Regions from separate parts of the Mus musculus genome. Here region 1 is linked to region 2. Evidence: chromatin contacts called from public promoter capture Hi-C data. All regions are on one chromosome and are shown on one strand. The core of a region is the stretch at or near the end of the contact, and the rest is flanking DNA. Distances in the headings are between cores, read along the strand shown. Region 1 holds the start of Rassf2 (Ras association (RalGDS/AF-6) domain family member 2). Region 2 overlaps Adra1d (adrenergic receptor, alpha 1d).

Evidence for each region. Promoter capture Hi-C pulls out the DNA fragments that hold promoters and counts their contacts.
Region 1: a contact with region 2 is called in a promoter capture Hi-C map of trophoblast stem cells, with 2.5 times the contacts expected there. The contact joins the promoter of Rassf2 here to the enhancer-like site in region 2. A contact is called at or near these places in 6 of 39 promoter capture datasets (embryonic stem cells, hippocampal neurons, liver and 2 more), 1 of 484 Hi-C or Micro-C datasets (embryonic stem cells), 2 of 115 datasets of contacts at active chromatin or transcription factors (astrocytes and embryonic stem cells) and 2 of 9 other capture datasets (embryonic stem cells and pancreatic islet).

What each region holds. Positions count from the first base shown.
Region 1 is chr2:132,028,339-132,033,220 of GRCm38.p6, forward strand. Rassf2 (Ras association (RalGDS/AF-6) domain family member 2) reads right to left here and starts at 1,650. Exons shown (of 11, transcript NM_175445.4): 1 at 1,413-1,650. Gm31179 (a long non-coding RNA gene) reads left to right here and starts at 2,113. Exons shown (of 3, transcript XR_374996.3): 1 at 2,113-2,713.
Region 2 is chr2:131,543,393-131,548,615 of GRCm38.p6, forward strand. It overlaps Adra1d (adrenergic receptor, alpha 1d), which reads right to left. Exons shown (of 2, transcript NM_013460.5): 2 at 1,965-3,148. The coding sequence ends at 2,553. The region is part of intron 1 of Gm39938 (a long non-coding RNA gene); the gene reads left to right. Among named protein-coding and RNA genes, the nearest start is that of Gm39938, 7.7 kb to the left of the region's middle. Within about 2 kb of position 3,214, at least 62 of the 459 cell types and tissues checked have an H3K27ac peak or open chromatin away from gene starts, as enhancers often do. A contact at or near this core is called in trophoblast stem cells, where this site is marked.

The sequences.
Region 1 (4,882 bases), core at 400-2,899, 480 kb after region 2:
TGGTACTAAGGCAAGAAACATGCTTCTTTGCAAACAAAGGTCATCTCTCACTCCGCCATCATTTGATGCTCCTCTCTACCTTCCTGAATCCCGCTGGACTGCAGCAGGTCCTAGGAATCAGGCTTTAGTCCGGAGGAGGAACAGCCCATAAGCAACAGCTCAAATGAGCATCGCTCAGGAAAATACCACAGTTAGTCCCCTAGGACAGAAAGGGAGAATGAGAACAAGGGGAGGAAGGGGGGCACTCTTCTCAAATCCAGTATAGCTTAGCCACAGAGGTTTCTTTAACCCCCAGACCACCTGTAGGAAAAGCTTCCACTTAATAAACGTGGATTGAAAGTATGGCAAATCAACCTCAGGTTCCTCATTTACGTGCTCTTCAAAGATATCCCCTGGCTGAATCTGCCGGCTATCTTTTGAGAACCGTGACCCTAATTTTTTTCTTCCCACTGTCCCAGGGCCATTTACCGCAGGGACAGAGCCGGCTCTGACAAATTGTCATTTGTCCACCGCTTCCTCTTACAGGAATCCTCCACTTGCTTACCGTAACCCCTGGCCTCTGCTCTCAGGAAGAATCGTTTCTAATGCCCTGGTTTTCCAGACTCTTGGGACTAAAGCGCGCGCAGCATTGAGAAGCCTCGTGCTGAGCTTGCCACTGAAGCACAGTGGCTATCTGTCCAGTGGCTGTTCCAAATCTGCCCCTGTCGGGACTCCACCATTCTGCTGCCTCCCAGGGCGCACTCGGAGATAAAGCTGGGTGCAGAGTAAGCGCTCTAATACACGAGTGGCCAGGCCGTCTTTTGAAAGCACCTGCCTAGCTCGGTCTCCAGCGACCTCAGGCACAAGCTCCGGAAGGGACAAGAAACCCGGGAGGGGGAAGTGCGCCGAGCACCGCGCGCTCTTAAACTCTGAAACCCAAAGGGAACTGGGTTCGCCGCGGGTTGGAGATGTGGTCCCCGCCCGGGGAGCCAGAGTGCGCACAACAGTCCGACCCTCCCCTAAGCTCTACAGGCCTGCACCTGCTATCTCGCTTCACCTCTCCAGGGAGTTCGGGGACACCCTGCTCTGGGGATGGGGGCAATTTCCTGCCACTGCACTTAGTGTCGACCTCAGAAAAGATCTTAAGGGGTCAGAGCCGCAGCATGAGCTCCAGGCCACAACTTTCTACCCGGGGAAAAGGAGTGGGCTGGGGCGCCCGCCTGCGCTGCTTCTGGGGCAGCCCGCATATCTAAGCCCACCTTGTGGCTTGGGTGGCAAAAGGGGACAGGGAAGAGTCAGGGACCGGACCAGGCTGGCCACGGGCCACTGAGGGAAAACTTTGAGCTGGGTAGAGGGAAAGAGGACCACCAGCACCTTGCGCCCGCATCCTGTGCCAGTACCCGGCTCTTCGAGCCCCGCGCCCTGTGTCTTGCCTGTCTCCCGGACCATCTGCATCCGCTCTCGCCGCAGGGGTTGGAAAGTGGGGGCGCCGCTGCGGGGGTGGGGGTGCTCCAGCGTGCTTGGCCAGTGATCCGCGGGACCCGCTCGCTTGGGCCGGCCTGGGCGGCGACAGTGCGGTTGAGGGCGGGCGCCCCGCCCACCTGGCCCCTCCGCCCCGCCTCCCCGAGCTCTGCCTTTATCTGCCGATCCTTGACCAACCCACCCGCCACCCTGCAGTTCTCTCCCCACCCCTCTTCTCTTGCCTTTCTTTCCCTTCTCCCCCTCCCTCCCCTCTAGGGGGCGGAGCTTCTCCCCTCCCTTCAAGACAGACAATGCTGTGGCTTCGCGTCGCCTCCTCCCTTCATCTCTACCCCCCCCCTCCCCGCGTACCCCCACCCCACCTCGCGCGGGCTGCCAGCGTTTCTTCTCAGCAGGCCAGAGTGCATGAGGAGGAGGAGGCGGAGAGCGTGGGTGGAGGGAATAAGGTGCTGCCTCTCACCCCATCGCGCCTGCCCTCTCCAAGCCACGCCGAGATTTAGCCCAAGCTCTTCAGTTCGCCTGGCTCTGTGACAGTCACTCCCAGGGAGCAGCCCGCCTAGAGAATGCAGATTTCCTAGCAGAGGATGTGCAGTTGGTGGAGTTGGGTGGTGGTTCTTTCTAACACCCGGGTTTGTTCCCAAAAGGGTTTGAGTTGCCAAAGGGCTAAGTGGGCCCCTTCGACTCGGCAGGCCGGCAGACGTGACGGCAATGTGAAGGAAGTCAAGTTTCTTTGTCCATTCCTCACCTCCTCCTCCTCTCCATCCTTAGACCTCCGAGGAACTCTAGTGTATAGGAGGGAGCACCCAGCTACGGATTCTATACCCTCTAACCATAATTCTTCGTTTACATATGCCCGACCTTGCAGTTGGTCCCCAAACCAAAGGGGAAGGGAATCTAACGGTTAAAGAAAGGGCAGCCAAGCCTCCAAAGTGCATCCCATCTGCCTGGAAGCCAGATATTCTCTTTTAAACTCATTGTTTGGATCTTGGAATGTGTCTCCCATAGAAACAATGTTATAAACGGCTATCCGTTCCCAGACCAGCCAGCCTCAAATGTGCGGAGGCCAAAGCGCAGCTGCGGGGTGGTGCTGGAAATGTCCCACAACACTGAACAAGAAGGCTACTGATCGGCTTTTTCTACTGTGAAAGGGGAGGGGGGTGTTAGGGAGATAAATGCATCTAGTTCTTTCCCCTTGAGCTATAAACACAAACCGGGTCCATTAATTTCTTTCACTGGAGCCATTACTGTGTTTCAGGTAAGCTGCTTTCCTTCGCAGCCTTTCTCAAGCTAGATTTGCAGGGTGAGCTGAGGAACTCTCCAGGAAACCTTCTCCAAGGGAATCTTTCTTCTCTTCTAACCTGGCCTTCCGTGACCTCAGAAACAGGACAAAGGGCAGCCATGACTCCTAACAGCAGGGCTCTGGTTTTGCTATTGAAGAAGTCTGTGAGATGCTGCTAGAATTCTTCAGTTCTAGCCCAGCCTCTCAGGAGAGCCGCTCCCTGGCTCCCCTGGCTCGCGTTGAGTCAAATGGTCATCTTATAACCAATCATCTGGCTTCCTGCCAATGAGGGTACACTCCTAATGCCCGAAATACTGGTCCTTGACCCTGTTAAATCCAAACCGGGCAAGGCCTGATGACGTGCACACATAATTGCTCAGGAGGCTGAGACAAGAAGAGTGTGAATTTGAGACTATTCCGTGCACATAGTGAGACCTTTAAAAAGCACCTCCGTGAATACAGTGAGTGGTAATCTGAGTCACTGGAAAACACCGTTCTAATGGTCTGTTTCCTCATATCGAGGCTGTGGGAGAGGAGAGTGGTCCTTCATCTTTTCAGAGAAGACAAAGATGATGCATCTGGGCTGGAGATGCTGTTTCTCAATAGGAAACACACATTGAATTTTCTTTTTTTCTTTTCTTTTCTTTTTTCTTTTCTTTTCTTTTTTTTTTTTTCTTTCGAATACTGTATAGTCCTAGCTGTCCTAGAACTCACTCTGTAGACCAGGCTGGCCTTGAACTCAGAAATCTGCCTGCCTCTGCCTCTCAAGTGCTGGAATCAAAGGTGTGTGCCACCACTGCCCAGGAGAAACACACTTTGAATTTTACCTTTCAACACTGCAGACTTCCACATGCAGACTGCACAGGAAGGTCTACTGTCTTACGAGAGCAGCGAAGGAGCTCCGTCTAAAAGAAACTGCCCAATAAAAAAATGATACCAAATACTGGGGCAGTAACTCAGAAGAAAAGGGTGGGGCCCTGGGTTCCTCACAAGAGCTATGTTATGCATTTAAATTTTCTAGTAGCCACGTTAATAGTAGTTGGAGAAAGCCAGGCATGATAGCACACACCTATAATCCCAGCATTTGGAAGACAGAGGCAAGAGGACTGTGGGTTCAAGGCCAGCCTAGGGTATAGGGAAACTCTTGTCTTAGAGGTGGTGGTGGAGGAGAAAGAGGAAAATAAATCAGGTAAAATTAAGTTTTATAATATTTCTGTTTAGCCTGGTGTGATAAAAACAAAATTTTAACATGTTATCAATATAAAAGTAGTTTGCTGGGCATGGTGGCACTTGCCTTTAATCCCAGCAGTTGCAAGGCATAAGCAGGATATCTGTGAGTTCCAGGCCATCCAGGGTTACATAGTGAGACCCTGTCTTAAAAACACATAAATAAATCTTAAATACACAATAATATAAAGAAATTACTCATGAAGTATTTTATATTTGATACTATATATTTAGTATATTTTTGCACAAAGGATGAAATGGGTACATGTTTAAACTTCAGCACATCATAATTCAGATGTTAAATTTTTATCAAAAATTTCTCAATGTGATTCATGTATTTAGGAATATATGTATGTATACGTATATACATGTAATAGCAATTTATTTTTAAAAGAGGCCATGAGTTTGAAAGAGAGTAAGAAATTATATGGGAGGGTTAACATGGAGGATAGGGAAGGAGGAAATGATATAATTATATAATCTCAAGAGATAAAAGAAGAAAAAAATCTCAATCTATAGTTACATTTTCAAAAGTTCTATTTGGACAAGTAGACTCACATATCTAAGTGGATCAAACAGGCTTCAGACTTACTTAGTAATTGCATTGGGAAGCAATATCTAATTTTAATTTGAGTTTTGAGTAAATAAACTTAAAATTCTGTTCCTAAAGAGCCCAAGTATGGTATTACCATACCAGCCAGGTATGGTAATGTACTCCTTTAATGCACTCCTCCAGCATTCAAAAGGCAGAGGCAGGCAGATCTAAGTGTTCAAGGCTAGTCTATTCTACAGAGTGAGTTCCAAGCCAGCCAAGGATATGTAGTGAGACTCAGTCAAAAGAAAAAAGAAAAAGAAAAAAGAAAAGAAAGGAAAGGAAGGAAGGAGGAAAGAAAAAAAACAGCAAAAAGAACTGGAGTT
Region 2 (5,223 bases), core at 1,964-4,463:
AGTTGGAATGCACATCTGGAGCTCAAGATATCAAGACTTGGGAGTCATTTGTGTGTGATCATTGACAAGTGGCGTGGGTGAGATTATGTGAGGAGTTGAGAAAAGGAATATAACCCTGTGGACCGTTTAAGAGTAGACAGGGGAGCCTGTGTGGAAGGAGGAGAAAGGAGAGGGAGACATGAATGGGTACTAGTCAGCTCCAGCAGACTCTCTACATTAGAGAAGATGTTGCAACAGGCTAGATGTCATTAACACAAGGGACGAGCCCAGGGAAACTGGAGGTCCCTGGCAAGTTGCAAAAGTATCCTAGGAAGAGTGTGGGAAGGAAAAGTGAGTGGTTAGATGGCATTTAGGGTCCTGGGGTGGGAAGCAGGCTAAGAGACAAACAGCATCATCCTTTAAAGCTTGCTTCAGTCTTTGTCACATCTCCTGTGACCATCCTTCACCAGGCATAGATGCCTGAGGCCTTACCTATCCTTCAAGATCACATGAGGGCAAAGGCCTCCTGTCTTACCTGAACTTCAGGAACAGTTTCTAGTCAGACTCGTAGGATGGGCTAAGGGGCTATGGCCCCCAGGAACCCAAGAAATGGTACATTTCCCCAGATTTTCCTGAAGCCACCCAGGGGCATCATGAGTCCATCTACTCCTCTCTGCTGAGATCCTGTCAGATCCAGGAGTGAGGTCAGCAGCTGTGCTTTATTAGCTACAAAGCAAGATCCATGGAGGCCTCTGCTGAAGAGACCCTTCTGCTCCTCATTCACGCTCAGTTCCCGGTGTGAGCAGCAATAGTGTGCACAGGGCATAGGGCTGAAGCCTGGTCATGGACGACTGCTGTGCTTAGCACAAGTACTGAGTGGGACCCCAAACACCTAAGCTGGCATTTAAAGCAAACCTGGCTCCCTTCTACCAGAGAGATCAGTGCTCAGTAACTTGACACTGGGGGCTACCAACTGACTGATTTCTGACTTGACCCATGGATCCTTCCACTGTGAGAAGCCTGCCCCCTAGCTTCAAGGAGGCCAGCATGTACAAAAGGGGCACTCTGGTGTAGGTAGCACATTCCCAGTGCCTGCTATAACTGCTTCTCTGTACTGGGTGCTTTGAAAACGCAGATCCCAGATCACTTTGTAAACCATTTCCTTCTGATCCCAGCTACTACTCTTGTAAAATTATCGAGAAAGGCTTGGAGTTTCAGGCAGACTACCTCCTTAGTAAAGGACAGAAACTTTTGGTTCACAACACCGATCCATGCTGGAGCCAGTAACTGGCTCTTCCAGTTTCAGGGTCTTGTTTAGAAAGGTGTCCCTCTAAGGGCTGATTGCTCCCAGTTATCAGTCCCATGCAGGTTGGATACATGCGGTTGATATTTTCTTTTCAGAGACTGATCCATGGGATGTATGTCTCGACTCAGAGCTAAGGAACATCACAGCTAGGTATGGCTTTTCTTAACATCCACACGCTTGTCTGCTTGGGTGTGTAGATCCTCTGTAACGATTTATCACTTGCATGATGTAGCCACTATGTTCCCTGAGGCCCTCAAACATTGCAGATGCACCTGGGGGTGGGGGGTGGGTGGGGGGGGTGGGGGAGCTGATACAAAGTCTGTGCTTATGTGACTTTCAAAAGCCAACAAAGTACCAAAGTCCTTTAGTCTTGCTAAAAGATCCAAAGGACAGTGGTGACCCCATGGATTAAAGGGGAAAACCAGTTCCCAAAGTATGTTTCTGAGCTATATGACCTTCCCTCCACACACCAGCAAGGTGAACACAGACTGTCCTGTGATGGCTAAGGATTTCAGAAGAAGGCTCTATATGAATTACAGGCCAAAGATGGACAGTTTGCACAGTCTGAACAAAATATAAGTACTCTTACCAATAAATAGGTCTCAAAATGATAAATAAGGCTCTCCCCTGTTGGCAGCCTGGAATCCCAGTGAGAAGTGATGGGCACAGACAGGCACAATGAACTATGTACACAGTGTAAACAGTAAGGCCCTGGGGCGGGGGGGTGGGTGGGAATGGTGAGGGATTCATACAGTTAGGAGTGTGGGGAAGGGGGCAGTGAGCCCAGGGCAAAAACAACAGATTTGTATGGCGGGCATCCAATATACCACCAAAGCTTGCTGTATGGCAGGTCCTATGGCAGTAGGTCCATTGACTTCCTCCAGGTGGCAGTAAGGAGTAAAACTGTCCACGGATCTTTTCCCTGGGAGCAGCAAAACGAGAATTTGTACCTCTTCCCCCCCAAGGGGAGTAGCCATACTTGAAGTCTTCTGCCTAGACATCAGGAGCTGACTAAACAGTTCCTTAGACTGGATGAGAAGGGCGAATCCCGCAGCTCTTCCATTTCAGGAAGAGCTCTGGACAACTATGTCCAGCAGGCGGCACCATAACCCACCACCTTCCGAGTGCTCCGACCCCAGGTCCAGCTCCGGTTGCTTTGAGGTGAGATGGAGCAGCCACCCTGGTCAGAGTTTTGGATCCGAAGGCAGAATCCTATAAAGCACCCCACCTCTGGCCCCAGCACCCTCCTCAGCCTGAGTTTCGGTCCTTAAATGTCAGTCTCCCGGAGGTTGCTGAGGTCGCCCGGCTCATAAGCCTGGCAGATGACAGCCTCTGCCCCGTCTTGGGGAACATTTAGGGACACTGCTTCTACCTCCGAGCGCAGGGCACACGCAGTCTCCGCGCGCCGCGCGCCCCCAGAGCGGAACTTATGGGACAGGCTGGACACCTTCGCACGCAGCTGGGTCGTGGGTCTCTGTAGCGGCCCAAGCAGCCTCCACTCCCGGAGGGCGGAGGCTGGCTTTCGACGGCCGGAGACCGAAGCCTGCGCCTCCGGCGTGTCTACGGAGCCCGGGCCTGGGTGTGCAGTGAGGGCTAGGGGAGCCCCGGGGGGTGCGATGCGCGGGCTGGGGGCACAGTCGGAGCGCGGGTCGCCGGTCGAGGCTCGCCAGTGGTGGCCGTAGACTCGCCAGAGGCGGCGGCGGCGGCGGCGACACTGGCAGCGCAGGAGGCGGAGGAAGGCGCGCTTGAACTCGCGACTGGAGCAGGGGTAGATGAGCGGGTTCACACAGCTATTGAAGTAGCCCAGCCAGAAGATGACCTTGAAGACGCCCTCTGATGGTTTCAGCTGAGGGAACAGAGAACCTGCGGAGAACAGAGACCAGGCTAGTTAACTGATGGGGTTAGGAGGGAGGTTGACAAAGGACTGCTGCCGACCTCAGAAGCTGAGTCACGAGGTGGGTGCTATCAAGGGGGCGGGAGTGTTTCTCTCTATGAACATAGATGGGGAAAAAGAACCATCTTCTCTTGTTTTCCGAGTTCGACCTGTTAGAAAACTATTTGGGCACAGGCAACGAATCCCAACCAGAAAGAGACCAAACCACATTCAGCCAGTTTCGTATAGAAACTGGAGACTGCGTGTGCCCTGAGCTCGAAAAGTGGAAACAATGTCCCTAAACGTTCCCCAAGATGGGGACAAAGGCTGTCATCTGCCAGGCTCATGAGCCTGGAGACTACAGCAACCGCCCAGAGACTGCCAGAAACCGGCTCCACCAGTCTTTGCTGCGGAGCCTAGTTACTGCCGCCAGTGTGGAGGTCTCTCTGCTGAGGGCGGTCTCTAGAGGACGCCAGCAGGTCTTGTTCTTTAAGACGTTGATGTGGAAGTACGATTCTGCTACAAGTCTCACGTAAAAATATTTTGACAACCTTTTCCAGCAAAATGAGTTCATTAGCAATCTTTTGTACAGCATTTTACAGCACTCAGTCTCTGCAGTGTACTCTACTGCCTAAGCACAGAAAGGGAGAGGTTTGCTCAGTGCTCGGTACTGTAGAGGAGTCGTGAAACTGTGGTGCTGGCTCTGGGTGACAGTGTGACTACCAATGGGGCACAGGGCTGATCGTAGGCTCAGCGACAGCTTCCAACCATCTCAGACTTAGGCAGGATGGGACAGGCACGGAGCCTGTGGCTATCCTGTAGGGTGAGCTCACATCTCATCTAGGCTCCATAATGGAGGACCTTGAATTAAGGCACAGCTTTCCTTCAGTGGGGGAGTTAGAGCTCTGGTTATTTTTAAGCTGGTGAGAGACCCAGTTCAGAGCACAATACCCATGGCTGTCAAAATGTAGCCCTGTAGGGCTGTGCCCGGGAAAGTGTTGAGGAAAAGCTGGGATGGTTTTAGGTGGGGGAACAGAACACCAGACAAGTGCAAACGGGCACTAAGACCTGGTTTTCCACAAATATCTCCATTAGTATCCCCAATACGGACTCCAAGGAAGCCGTTCTCAGGGGAAGGAGACTGAGTGCAAAGGTGCTGCCTAGAGGTCACCTCTCACCTATCTCATCCTCAGCACAAGCGTCACTCTGGACAAAGCCTGCAGATCTGAGAGACAGAGAAGGCCAGGCATGGCATTCTCTGACAAATTCTCCCCCTGATTTACCCCAATATGGCAGAGACCCTTGCATATCACCTACTACCCACATGGAGAAACAGTTCCTGATGCTAAGAGATGGTGGAAGGAGAGGACAGTACCCACCACACAGCCCAGCCTTTTCCCACCTGCTCATGCTGCCCCTGGCAAGCTACTTGGCCACTGAAAGCCTCACTTTCTTTTTCTGTGAGCTGGAGACAATAATAATTCTCTGGATGGGATTCATAAATTTCAGGGCTCAGTGCTTAGCAGGATTTTAATCTAAATGTGTTGGGGTAGAGATAATATAGATCAGTACTAGAGAACTCATGCAGCATTTGAGAGCCCCAGGTTCAATTCTTAGAACAGCAAGCAAACTAACCCACCAAACAACCCACCTACCCACTCACCCACCCCTACTTATCCCTCCCCTGCCCTGTGGCTTTTCAGAGAGGTACCACAGACTTGGGAAAGGACTTACTGACTGTATCTAGAGAGCGGTCAGAAACAGTAGCTGAAATACGGCGGGGTTATGGGTACCAGGGCTCAGCAAGGCTTATTTCCCCCTGCAGAAGGGTTAGGCAGTCCCTGGAAAATGCCCGAAGGAAGGATCCTGTCCTGCAGGAAGAGCACCCTCAAGGATAGCATCCCTCAATGGCTGCAAAGTCAAGCCAAATGCTGGAAATGCCATTCTGACTCAGACTGCATTTTTTTCTGTTTAGCAGTGGCTGACACATCAGTGGACTATGTTGTCCAGTGGTTGTTGCCAGCCTGGTTTTATTCAGATATGTGGACAGCATGCCATGTTTTAG